Linked DNA regions of Mus musculus: all the other regions are linked to region 3. A link is a contact called in public HiChIP or PLAC-seq data. All regions are on one chromosome and are shown on one strand. Each heading gives the region's core, a stretch centred on a gene start, on an enhancer-like site or on the middle of the called end of the contact. The rest is flanking DNA. Distances are from core to core; before and after follow the strand shown. Region 1 holds the start of Qars (glutaminyl-tRNA synthetase). Region 2 overlaps Map4 (microtubule-associated protein 4). Region 3 holds the start of Atrip-trex1 (Atrip-Trex1 readthrough).

Region 1 (4,114 bases), core at 159-2,658, 570 kb before region 3:
CCTGGAACTGGAGTTAGAGTTTGTTGAGAGCCATCATGTGGATGCTGGGAACTAAACCCTGATGTTTTCCAAGACCACAAAGTGCTATTAATTCAATTTAGAAATATAAAACTGTGTGTGTGTGCAATATTCTGAGTCAGTTCTCTCCTGCCACTATGTGTGATCTAAGGACCTAGAACCCTGTTTGTGGAGACCTGAGGAGGGCACTGGATCCCCTGCAACAGACAATACATATATTTTAACCACTTTGTGGGTGCTAGGAATTGAACCCAGGTTCTCTGGAAGAATAGGCAGTGCTCTTCTTCTTCTTTATTTATTTATTTTGGTTGTTACAAGACAGGGTTTCTCTGTGTAGTCCTGGCTGTCCTGGAACTCACTCTGTAGACCAGGCTGACCTGAAACTCAGAGATCCGCCTACGAGTGCTCTTCTTTGTTTTTTTGAGACACGGTTTCTCTGTATAGCCCTGGCTGTCCTGGAACTCACTTTTTAGTCCAGGCTGGCCTCGAACTCAGGCCTCTGCCTCCTGAGTGCTGGGATTAAAGGAGTGAGCCATCACCGCCCTGCCGGAGTGCTCTTCTTAAATGCTGAGCCATCTCTCCAAGCTCCCAGGATATTTTTTATCTACTCCTTGACAATTTCATATATGTGAACAATGCATCTTTTTGTTTTCTTATTTTTCGAGACATAGTCTCACTATGTGACCCAGATGGCCTTGAACTTGCAGAGAATTCCCCTGTTTCTGTCTCTGGAATTAAAGGAGTATACCAAGTCTCTCCCACTCCAGAACACCTGCCTCTTACTCGCCCAAGAAACCTCAACAGGTTTGTCTTGGGTACCCAGTTGGTCCAATCAGTGCTTCCTGTGGCATGTTGATGCACCTTGTTTGCATAAGATTTTAAAGAAATCATAGACCTTCCTATGAAGTCCCTTCTGGCCTTTCTTTCGCTTCTCCTTGCTGTGTCCCAGTACGCACTTAAAAAGTACCAGGTTTATGTGGTCCCTAGGTAGGTCATTCTATATATTTTCTGCAGTGATGTGGACCAGGAAATTCAGGGAATTCATTTATGTTGCCATGACAACCCCAAAGCTGTGACGTTGAAAAACGCGGCCGGAACTTTTGCTCTCCGACAAGAGGATAGTGTCGGGTTCCTTGGGCTGAGGGGGGAGAGGCCACGCCTGAGTCTACCTGCAGCTTTGTTGCTAAACACTTTCCCTTTCCACGCCCATGGCAATTTTTTTAAAGTCGCACGGACCCAACCCTGTCAACTGCCTAGAACCGGGAAGGCGGAAGCTAACTGCCTGGAAAAGCCAGTCCGCTCGCTCTCTGACTCATAAATGGCGTTGACTACCTGGCTGGCCCCGCCCCTTTCACCGAGGAAGGCCACCATTGGTTCTCTTCAAGGCTTCGTACTCCTATTGGTCAATGAGCAAAGGTCGCTGTTCAGATGAGGCCCAAAGTTTCTTTTGGTTTCCGGTGTGCCTGCTATGGCTACTCCAGATTCGCTAGCGCTGTTCACCGGCCTTGGCCTTAGCGAGAACAAGGCCCGCGAGACGCTCAAGAACGAGGCTCTGAGCACTCAGCTGCGCGAGGCGGCGACCCAGGTGCGAGCCCTGTTCCCTGGCCTTAGCTGCTTGCTGTGCTCCAGAGCAACGTGGGACTGGGTCCAGATCTTGATTTGCTCCGGGTGTCCTGCTCTTGCCTTGTGGGAAGAGGAAGACACTTTAAAGTGATTCATCCTAACTCACTGGGAATGGATCTTTTTTCCCCCGGCCCCCTGACTCCAGGCACACCAGATTCTGGGTTCTACCATCGACAAGGCTACTGGGGTCCTCCTATATGACTTGGTCTCCCGACTCAGGGATACTCGGCGTCGTTCTTTCCTTGTGAGCTATATAGCCAATAAGAAGATTCACACGGGACTCCAGCTGAGCGGTGAGTCCCGTCTGTTTTACTAGTCCACCTTCAATCTCTTCTTTAGCAAAGACTCGAGTTTGCTTTTTCTGTCAAGTGTTGCTTTTTGGACAGCAGGTTCTGGACAGGCACTGAGGCATGGAGGTAGAGACCTCTGGTGTGGATTGCAGAGTTACCACAATGAGAAGCCTGCTTCAGAACACATGGCTTCTCTTTTCTCTGGTCTCAGTGCTTCTCTTCAGTGGTGCCAGGGCCTAACCTCTTAGGCATCTAAGTAACCGAAATAGTTACCTCTTCACTGTACTAAGGCCCTATCTACCCACTTCTTGGAGCTGACTTGTCTAGTTAATTGCCCCTCCGTTTTCAGCTGCTCTTGAATATGTTCGGAGTCATCCCCAGGATCCCATTGATACCAAGGACTTCGAGCAGGAGTGTGGCGTCGGTGTGGTGGTGACACCGGAGCAGATTGAGGAAGCTGTAAGTCCTCTCCTCCAGGCATCAGATATCTCCTCCTAGTTCTTCTGCCCCTGCAAAGGAGTGGTGTAGCTTTTCTCCACAGACCCACAGTGAGAGTGGCTGTTGGTCTCCTGACTGCTTCTGAAGAGGTGTTCATGAACCATATGGCTTGGCTTTCTGCAGGTGGAGTCCACCATAAATAAGCATCAGTTGCAGCTCCTAGCGGAACGGTACCGTTTCAACATGGGGCTGCTAATGGGTGAGTTGGATCTGGGGCAGGGAGTTACTTGGAAGTGCATCATTCTGATTGTTCCTTTCATTTTGGGCATTCATGGGAAGGGCGATGGGAGTGTGAGCAGGGACAGGGTGCTAGTGTTCTGACAGGGTCCTGGTCCTGAGTCAGCTGGGCCTTCTTTGAGGAGGGGAAGAAATCCTCCCTTTTCCTCCTTGCAGCTTCTTATGTTTATCCTCTTAGGAGAGGCTCGGGCTGCGCTCAGATGGGCAGACGGCAAAATGATCAAGAACGAGGTGGATATGCAGGTGGGCACCTCCCTAAGAAGATGCTCCGGAGATAAAGGGAACGAGACCCTGTCCTTCTTCTGACAGGGAAAGTGGAGCCCAGTGTGGAGGGAGTAGCGCTTAACTTGGGTCTCTGAGTGAGGGTGACCCCCTTTCTTGGGAAGCTGCTTCCTCCTCTCACATGTGCATGCTGTGGCCTTTATTGATATCTGGCAAAGAATCACAAGAGGACGATGACTGAGGTACATTGTTTATCGTGATGCTGGGCCCACGTTATTTATCTGTAAATGGCAGCACTCGTTCTCTGGGCCCAGGATAAGTCCTCAGAAAGGAAAAAGCATTCAAGGCCAGTAGAACCATGTGAAGAAGCCAGCTGGGCAGAGGCAGGTGGATCTCTATGAGTACTAATCTGGCCCTCATAGTGAGTTCCAGACCAGCCGAGGATATATAGTAAGATCCCATGTCAAACAGCAAAACATGTGATGAGATACAGCGGGATGGGGTGGATAGGTTGGCTGGCAGAAAAGCCAGGAAGCCCTTGGTTGTCGGGGAAGGACTCCATCAGGAGATTCTTGAGAGAGTACACCCTTGTCTGTATCTATCTGCTCAGGTGCTTCACCTTTTGGGGCCCAAGATGGAAGCTGATCTGGTGAAGAAGCCCAAGGTGAGGCTAGGAATTGCCCAAGATAACTGGGAGTGCAGTAGAACGAGAGAGACTTACAGCTGGAGAAGGGATCGTCTGAACCCATTTCATCAGCAGATCTTTCCTAGAAAGAATGATGTGATTTCTATGCCTTTCTTAGGTGGCAAAGGCACGGCTGGAAGAAACAGACCGGAAGACAGCAAAAGATGTGGTGGAGAAAGGTGAGAAGCCGAGGTTCCTGTTACATTCTGCTGCAGACTTCTGGGCATTCTATCTGAAGGACCTTACATACAGACTTCTCGGGCCCTCCCGTATTCTCATGACTGCGATTCCTGCTGTTGCCTTTGCATAGAGACCTGAGAAGTTTGGCTCTGTAGCTCTTGTCACTGGGAATTGGAGATGAGGGGTCACCTCAGATCTGGTTTTAGGATATTCATGGATATTTTCCTAGTGGGAATGATAGTTTCATCTAGAAGGCAAGGGCCGGGCGGTGGTGGCCCACACCTTTAGTCCCAGCACTTGGGAGGCAGAGGCAGAGGCAGAGGCAGAGGCAGAGGCAGGTGGATCTTTGGTTTGTAGCCAG
Region 2 (4,528 bases), core at 624-3,123, 1.0 Mb after region 3:
AGGCTCCCCTGCTCTCCCTATGAACTCCTGTACTTCTCATTTCTTTGCAGCTGACTTGAGTCGCTCAAAGACCACCTCTGCCAGTTCTGTGAAGAGAAACACCACTCCCACTGGGGCAGCACCCCCAGCAGGGATGACTTCCACTCGAGTCAAGCCCATGTCTGCACCTAGCCGCTCTTCTGGGGCTCTTTCTGTGGACAAGAAGCCCACTTCCACTAAGCCTAGCTCCTCTGCTCCCAGGGTGAGCCGCCTGGCCACAACTGTTTCTGCCCCTGACCTGAAGAGTGTTCGCTCCAAGGTCGGCTCTACAGAAAACATCAAACACCAGCCTGGAGGAGGCCGGGTGAGTCAGTGAGCTTGGGGATCTTTGCATTCTGGCTTCTGTTGCTTTTCTGCCACATGCAGTCATCTAGATCATTTCATTCAGCATCAGAGAATTTCAGTCTTGGTTCTTGGCACTACAATATCAGGGAAGGCCTGGCCTTATCTTCCCATAAGGACCTCCTGTTCACTGTGTTGGGATTTATATTTATATTTTTCTTTGGGAGGTAGAAAGAGTCTTCTATTTTATAAAAACTCTTAGCCGGGCAGTGGTGGCTCATGTCTTTAATCCCAGCACTTGGGAGGCAGGAGGATTTCTGAGTTCGAGGCCAGCCTGGACTACAGAGTGAGTTTCAGGACAGACAGGACTGCACAGAGAAACCCTGTCTCGAAAAACAAAACAAAAAAACTCTAGAAAGTTGGATGTGTGGTTCCTCAGAGCACTTGGAAGACAGAGCAGCAGAATCATGATGAGTTTGGCGCCATGGCTTCAGGGTTTAGGGAGTTTGGAGAGAAAGCTTCAGAAACTGTGAAGGTAAGAGACACTGCACATGAGCCCCATTTATTTTTGGTTCTTACCAGACACATTTAATATCTCCATCCCTTGATGTGAGAGGAATCTGTCCAAATGAGAACTAGGGTTTCCTCTGGTGAACACTGTGCTGTGAAATGAACCACGTACCCTGACTTTTCTAAACTACAGTGCTTAACATTAAGAAAGTTCTGAGGCTGGGTGTGGTGGCACAACTTTTAATTTCAGCAGAGGGAGACAGAGGCAGGGGGATCTCTGAATTTGAGGCCATCTTGGTCTGCATGGTGAGTTTCATGACTATGCAGAGTGAGTGGGTGAAGATGGCAACAACAAAGAACATTCTGGGACCAACACATTAACTAAGGGGAGAAAAGCACTTACTACCAACCCTAACAGCATGAACTTAATCCACAGAAACCCTGTAGTGGAAGGAGAAAGCTGGCTCCTACGATTATCTTCTGACCTCCATACATGCTGTACACAAGTGTGGATGTGCATACTTGGACACACACACTAACTTTAATAAGCATATTCTAGTTGCATGGGTTTCAGTTTTATGTGTCAAATGTTAACAGCCTTGGGAACCCAGGATGTAGAAAAAATGGTGGTATTCTAGTTCACCCTTAACTGTTGTCAACTTGAACTGTTCTGTCAGCATCCAGAGTAGGATACTTAAATTGTATTAATCCAAAATTGTTAAAATTGAATAGGGGGTCTGGAGAGATGACAGAAGTTAAGAACCCAGGCATAGTTCCCAGAATCCACATCTATAGCTTACAACCCTTTGTATGTAAATTGTGTTTACAGGAGCCTAGTGCAGTTATATGTATGCAAAACATTCATATAGATAACATTTTTAAAAATATTTTAAAGAAATTGAATATAGGCACAGAAATGCAGCAGAATCATGGTTCATTTGGAAGATGTTAATGACAGGCTGGGATCCTTCTGGGACAAGGACCTCAGAGCAGTCCTGGCTGTGGCCCAGCCGGCCCGGTGTCTGGGCTGGGCTCCAGATGACCTCATCCCCCTTTTCACTCTTCTTGGTCTTCCATGCTACAAACACTCAACGCTCTAAATACCTTGGGCTAGTTGTGGGTTATTGTGTATTGCCGTGTACCTGATGATGTCATGCTTCCGTCACCAGGGGCTGGAGCCATGTGCGGGACAGGGACAGCAGCGCAGTGGAGGCATGAGGGCATTGTGATTTAGAATGACAGACAGGCTCACACGTGCTCACAGAGAAGCACTGATTCGATCTTAGCCTTTGAACGATTTCTTCATAAACGCATGAGCTCTTCTTTCAGACCTGGCCTGTGGTTCTTCTTTCTGTGCCCCTTGCTCAGGGATCGCTGCGGATCTAGACTAGGAGTGTGTCGTCCTAGGGGCAAGGGTGACTGCTTCTTTCTGCCTGGTATCCTGGCCTTGCTTTTTTTTTTCTTTTTCTGCCTTCTTCCTTCCTTGGCATCTAGGCTCTCATCTTGGTTTGAAACTTGCCCCTCCCCCTCAACCCCGTTTATCTCCATCCAGGCCAAAGTAGAGAAAAAAACAGAGGCAGCTACCACAGCTGGGAAGCCTGAACCTAATGCAGTCACTAAAGCAGCCGGCTCCATTGCGAGTGCACAGAAACCGCCTGCTGGGAAAGTGAGTTTTATTTAGGTTTCCCTCTCTGAGGTGAAGTGGGAACATCATTCTCCTAGCCTGAGTCATTTTCCCTTCTATTCCACTTTGTTCCTGTTCTTAACTAGTTCCTACTTTTTCCTGTGTTCCTTCCTCTAGTTAATGACTCAGCTGTCAGACAGTTTTTATATCAACCAGTGAAAGCCAACCAAGTTGTGAGCTCTTACCCCACTGTAGTCAGTCAGATGAAGGGAACGTGAAACTGTTAGACACTTCCTTAACATTTCAAACTCATCTAGTATGCATACAATACATCATACCCAGGTTCTTCTTCAGAAGTCAGGGCCTTGTCTCCTGACCGTAAAGTTGCTGCTAGGTATGGAGACAGATGCGCCTGTCTGGCTAAAATCAATCCACTGTTAATGTCATGAAAAAGTCAAGAACTTAAAGGAGCATGGTAAGGTACTCGGGTTCCTCAGCGTGAGTTCCAGGTTCTCTTGGTAGCCCAGCACATTTCCTTTGCAAAGAGCCTCTCGTTCTGAGGAAAAGGAGGGAAGGAAGGACCTTTCTTCTTGAAAGCTATAAGCTATGTTACTCTTTCCAGGGCTAGGGTGTTGCAGTACAGCCAGGTTGTGCTCTTCTGAATTGTACATCACTGTCTCACCATTTTGGTTGGTCTCTTTGTTCACCAACACATTATTATATATCTAAAGGATTCAGAGAGGCGTAAAACCAGATATGCTTGCTGTAATCCTAGTAGAGCTAACAGTGAGACAGAAGGATCAGGAATTTGAGGCCTGTGTGGAGTATACAGCAGGTCCCAGGTGAGCCTTATCTACATTGTGAGACCCTACTTCAAACACAAAAATGAAGCCTGGCCTCCTCCATCAGAGTTTCTGAAACAGATGGGTGAGTGCTGCTGAGTCTGTTGCCTGTGCGCCCCCTGGTGTCAGGTTCAGGATCATGGGACCATTTGCCTTTTTAGATGAACAATGTGTCTTCCTTCCTGTTGTTATCAGATCTGTGCTGTTAACCAGCTGCCCAACAATTCTTAGAGCAGCCTTTGTTTCTGGGAATGAGTCAGGTTGCAACTGTCCCAGGCCCCAACTGGGAACTGGTTCAGAGCATCAGTATCCTTGCTGAGAAAAGCTAGAGTCCAGCTTTCAGAGAAAAGGGGCTCATCAAGAAGGTAGGGCCATATTTGGGTGGACAGTGGGGGCCTGTTGCTGTATGAGTCTTAGAAACTACAGCGCAGCCCCCAGAGCAATGAGGCAGCCACATAGCTCTGTCCAGCCTGCTTCTGTCTTGTGTTGTTCCCTTTCTTGCTTTCACATGCCTTTCCCTGTGTTTTTAACCCCTGTTGTAATAAGTGGGGACAGAAGTTGGAGTGACTCTTGTTGACCATTGTGATCACATGTGGTGCTCGGTGTCGGTTCTAACTAGCCCTCTCCGTTTGTGTTTTTTCCCCCCTTCTCTTTCTATTCTCTAACACTCCAGGTCCAGATAGTATCCAAAAAAGTGAGCTACAGCCATATTCAATCCAAGTGTGGTTCCAAGGACAATATTAAGCATGTCCCTGGAGGTGGCAATGTAAGTATAAGCTCTGGCCAGTTGTCATATGAGGCATAGTCCCTGTGGGAAACCCATGGTGGAGGGGTGGAGGGTGGGAGGATGCGGGAAGATGACACAGAATCCCTTCCCTAATGTGAACGGATCATAGTGGCCTGAGTTGGTCCCTGACCAGTAAGCAATCTGCCAGCTGAAGGGAGTGATGCCTATAGTTATTTTCCAGGGAAAACAGCTCGTGATAGTCAGGTGTTTCATCTTATCCCTGTGTGAGAGGCTTTGTGCTTTCCTAACTTAGTCAGAGACCTGCTTTGAGGCCTGGAAGCCCCCAGTTCTGGGAAAGCACAGGCTTGACTGTGCCTGGGCAGCCCCTGGGCGAATCCCAGTCCTGAGACGGGTGCCCATATCCTCTGAGGCTGTGCTTGGGGCCTTGTCATTGTAGGATTGTATTAACCAGCATTGCTCCCACCCACTCCTGCTTCTGTTGCT
Region 3 (4,035 bases), core at 431-2,930:
TTTACACATGCTTTTTAATACCAAAATGAATGAATTAGCTGCAAATACAATAAGTTAGGGCTGGAAGGATAGCCTAACAGTAGAGTGTCTGTGTATAGCATGTGTGAAGGTAAAGTCCTGAGTTCAATTCTCAGCATTACAACCAAACAGGCAAAACAAAACACAAACAAACAACCCAAAAGTCACATACCTTTTCTTTAAGTTCTTTGTATTGTATCTGAAGTACTTCTAATTCAAAATTATCTTTAACTGGAATATCTTCTCTGCTTTTCCTTATAGGACTATTTGGTAACCCATCTAATCGGCGGACCTTATGAGCACCTGTATAAAAAGTAGTTGCCCTTAGGTTGAGCATGGTGGCACAGAACTGCAATCCCAACACTTGTGAAGTAGAGCTATGGGGATCTCAAATTCAAGGCTAGCCTTGCTAGAGATCGAGAACCTGTCTGGAAAAAATAATCCCATGTATACTGCGGGGCTCAGTATGTATCCACCTTTGTCATAAAATGCAGAAGGAGTCACTCTTGAAAGCCAAGTTGAGAAAGACCCAGGTAACAGCTCCGAGCATGGTATAAACACATAAAGAATCCTTATGGCATAGCATATCTGAATTCTCTCGCTTTATACCTCACCCACTTTCTAGACTCTCAGCTCATAGCTGAACAGAGATTGCACTGGCTGTGACTCTACCATAACTACTATTTACTACAACATGTTAGGCATAGGATCTGCTGGTTTTAAAGACTGATGGTGAACCAAATGGATACATTCCAGGGGGAGGTGGGGCTCCAGGGATGGAGTAAGGTAGAGTACCGGGTGATGTAGGGCCAAGGAAGGGGGAGGCAGCATTGCTTTGTGCCATTTCGTGGAAAGTTGCGTCTAACCACTGCCGCATATGACAGCTGGTCAGCAATGAGTGTTTTCCAATGCCTGGTTTTCCATGCAATATTGCTGGAGAGATGGAGGGCCAGCCACATTTCCAGGGATAATCCTATTTTTCAGATGCTGTAAGTGCTAAGTACATTCGCAAGGTGCCCATCAAACCCTCCTGACACTTAACTTATTCCCCAAGAGTGTAAGCTCTAAGAAGAAAAGCAGCTTTGGCATTTCTTGCCCATTGCCTGTTTGCCATGCCTAACCTTTGGGCAACTGGCATTTTTGTGTAAGACTCTCTTTCATCTCTTGCCTCTGTCAGACGCCTTCTAATGCTCTTCTGCCCAAGGGTTACAATGGGGTGCATACCATCTAAATGGGAGGCCATTTAACATTCTGGATGTCTCACCGCCAAATCAGAGGTCTGCACCACCCGCCGGGGGAAAAGGCCCCTCAGGCACTCACTGGACAGGTTCCGAGGCGCGACGGGACACTGGCTCAGGGCCTGTGACGCGAGGATGTCGAGTTCCTCTAGGTCGTCCGCAGTAAATTCCGCGTGCTCACCGAATGGGTCTTCGGGGTCCGGGACTGTGGTCTCAGAGAAGCTCCGGGCCCGCTTGCTCGGAGGGTTCTCAATGGATCGAGACAGACCGGGGAAAGGCTCCAGGCCGCCACTCTGTTTCCTGTGGCTGTTCGGTGCGGGGGTCCCGGCCATGACTACCTTCAACCCGCAGCATCCGAAGACGCCAAGCACAGCCTTGTCCACAGAAAGCCTGAGCTGGCCCAACCGCCCGCGCGCCGCCGTTCCCCTCGCCTTCCAGCGTCTCCCCAGCCTGCGGGCCAATCAGCTGCCAGCTACCGGGCACAGATGGGTGACGTGTACAGAGCGCGCCGTTACCCGGGACAGGCTCCTGCGTGTCTGGGCTCAGTACGAAGGGGTCCCCGGTGATGCCAGGGTACTACAGTGCTGTCAGGATTATCCCGGTTGCGAGATCGAGGAGCGTCTGCCCGACCACACCTGAGGCGGTTCCCCGTGGCACTGTGTAGAATACAGAGCCCTAGAGAAGCAGGCAGCGTTCAGGGGTCAGCTCTCCCTGACCTCACTCCTCGCGGCTGACCCACCTCTCTCATGTCCAGAGACTCTTTTAGGGAGGAGGCTGGGAAGAGCAGACTTGGGGAGGAGAAGGAATGCTTTTCTTCCTGGAAGCAGAGATCTTCCAGGATAACAAATGTTTCAAGTATGTATATTTGAGAAAAAAAAAAAAAAAAAAAGGCTGGGAAGGATGGTCTCGAGAACGGCGTGCCTATTCGGAACTGCTCCAACTGTTAACTTCCATTTATTTCTTGGAGAGTCTTTATGTCCTGAGCGCTGGTTGCGTAGAGACAATGAAGCTCAAGAGGTCAAGGAAGGCTCGCTGGGAGTGGTCCTTGAATTACCCAACAGATTGAGGGGGAAATAGCAAGAAAAATGGGTTAGGAGGCAGACGCATGATGTTTCTGAGAAAAATTCATCTTCGACAAGGATGCCAGGTGGATGCCTCCTCTTTGCGACAGACTTCATGGAGGAGCAATGATTTGAGTTGGGCTTGGGTGTATGACTGGCTTTTATGAGCTGAAGTGGTGGGCAGAACAGATACCAGAAATGGCGGATTAGCATTGGAAGGCAACAAGATCAAGACTTTTCTACTCCGTTTGCTCAATGCCAGACTTAGTTTGTGAACCTACCAATGTTTGCTGAGGCGTTGGGCGGAAAGGAGAGCGCTCAGGCTTAGAATGCCTTAGGCCTGCCAACCCACCCCCACCCCACCCCTGCCTCATTATTTTTTATGTGTGTTTTACCTTCATGTATGTATGTGCATCACATGCATGTATGCCTGGTGCCTACAGTGGTCAGAAGGCATTGCATCACTTAGAACTGCCTTAGTTTCTTGATTCAGCTGCTGGTAGTTTTCCCATAGCTGCCCAACATAATGTTGAATGTTCAAGTCTCCCAGCAGCCCCCCACCCCCTTTGGTTATATGTCAAGACATATAACCAAAGCTGGCCCAGAACTCCAGAATGTCCTTCCTCCCGCTGAGTGCTGGGATTATAGACATGAGTTTTTGTTTGTTTGTTTTGTTTTTGTTTTTTGTTTTTGAGATGGCCTCAAACTTCTAATCCTGTCTCAGTCTCTAAAGTGCTAGAATTGTGAGTGTGGGCTACCAGGCGTGGCTGATTGCCCAGGTTGTAATAGCTACGATCTTTGGTTCTGGAAACAGGACATTGTCAGGAGGGATTACGTTCTACCAAATAAACGAGAAGTTTTGGGGGCAGGAGGCTATGACTGCTGATAAGTATTTTCAGCAGCACCGGGCTAGGTGCCAGCTGACAAGGCCCTATGGGCTTTAAGCCCAAAGAAGATGCTTTTTGGAGATGACCAAAGCAAGCTGATTTGTTTGTTTTATATTTGGGTGTTTTGCTTCCATGTAGATCTGAGGCCAGAAGAGGGCATCAGCTCCTTTGGAACTGGAATTACAGTGAGCCATCATATGGGTGTTGGGAATTGAACCCAGAACCCCTAGAAGAGCAGTGAGTGCTATTAACTACTGAACCATTTCTCTAGTCCCCAACCCAGTGTTTTAAAATTTCAATTCTCCTGCATCAGCTGCCTGAGTGCTGAGTTTACAGGTATGCTAGCTGGTCTTCATGGTGCAGGCCTGTAACTCCAGCTACTCAGGAACTTTAGGCAGGGACATCACAAATTCAAGGCCTGGCTGGCCCTAAACTAAATCAATGTCACCATGAGCAATTTAGTGAGAGCCTGTCTCATGAAAGAAGATAATATTCTTAGGGAAAGCATACTATTGTTCCCAGTTGTATGGATAGCCTAGAAGGCAAGTCAGAAGTCCCGTGCCTCTCAACTAGGTGTCTCAGTAAATACAGACAGGGGTTGGACAGTGTTAAAGTATTTGCTTAGAATATTCAAGGCTCTGGATTTGATTTCCAGCATCCTGTTTCTCCTGAATTAGGGTTACATTGCTAGGCATGGTGGCACAAACCTGAAATCACAGCACTGGGGAAGCTGAGGCAAGAAGATTCTTTTTTTTGTTTGTTTGTTTGTTTTTGGTTTTTCAACACAAGGTTTCTCTGTGTAGCTCTGGCTGTCCTGAAACTCACTTTGTA

Evidence for each region. HiChIP or PLAC-seq counts read pairs in DNA pulled down with a chosen protein or histone mark.
Region 1: a contact with region 3 is called in an H3K27ac HiChIP or PLAC-seq map of embryonic stem cells, with 3 times the contacts expected there. The contact joins the promoter of Qars here to the promoter of Atrip-trex1 in region 3. A contact is called at or near these places in 1 of 39 promoter capture datasets (embryonic stem cells), 2 of 484 Hi-C or Micro-C datasets (both in embryonic stem cells), 2 of 115 datasets of contacts at active chromatin or transcription factors (embryonic stem cells and pancreatic cancer cells) and 1 of 9 other capture datasets (adipose tissue).
Region 2: a contact with region 3 is called in an H3K4me3 HiChIP or PLAC-seq map of embryonic forebrain, with 6 times the contacts expected there. The contact joins the enhancer-like site here to the promoter of Atrip-trex1 in region 3. A contact is called at or near these places in 4 of 39 promoter capture datasets (the HPC-7 cell line, cranial neural crest, embryonic stem cells and 1 more) and 6 of 115 datasets of contacts at active chromatin or transcription factors (VIP interneurons, cardiomyocytes, embryonic forebrain and 3 more).

What each region holds. Positions count from the first base shown.
Region 1 is chr9:108,506,597-108,510,710 of GRCm38.p6, forward strand. It overlaps Qars (glutaminyl-tRNA synthetase), which reads left to right and starts at 1,409. Exons shown (of 24, transcript NM_133794.2): 1 at 1,409-1,603; 2 at 1,787-1,934; 3 at 2,281-2,390; 4 at 2,553-2,628; 5 at 2,845-2,909; 6 at 3,499-3,552; 7 at 3,692-3,752. The coding sequence starts at 1,487.
Region 2 is chr9:110,068,643-110,073,170 of GRCm38.p6, forward strand. It overlaps Map4 (microtubule-associated protein 4), which reads left to right. Exons shown (of 19, transcript NM_001205330.1): 13 at 51-343; 14 at 2,384-2,497; 15 at 3,971-4,063. Among named protein-coding and RNA genes, the nearest start is that of Dhx30, 47 kb to the right of the region's middle. Within about 2 kb of position 1,874, at least 53 of the 459 cell types and tissues checked have an H3K27ac peak or open chromatin away from gene starts, as enhancers often do. A contact at or near this core is called in VIP interneurons and embryonic forebrain, where this site is marked.
Region 3 is chr9:109,072,417-109,076,451 of GRCm38.p6, forward strand. Atrip-trex1 (Atrip-Trex1 readthrough) reads right to left here and starts at 1,681. Exons shown (of 14, transcript NR_153412.1): 1 at 1,243-1,681; 2 at 191-321. It overlaps Atrip (ATR interacting protein), which reads right to left and starts at 1,708. Exons shown (of 13, transcript NM_172774.3): 1 at 1,339-1,708; 2 at 191-321. The coding sequence starts at 1,588.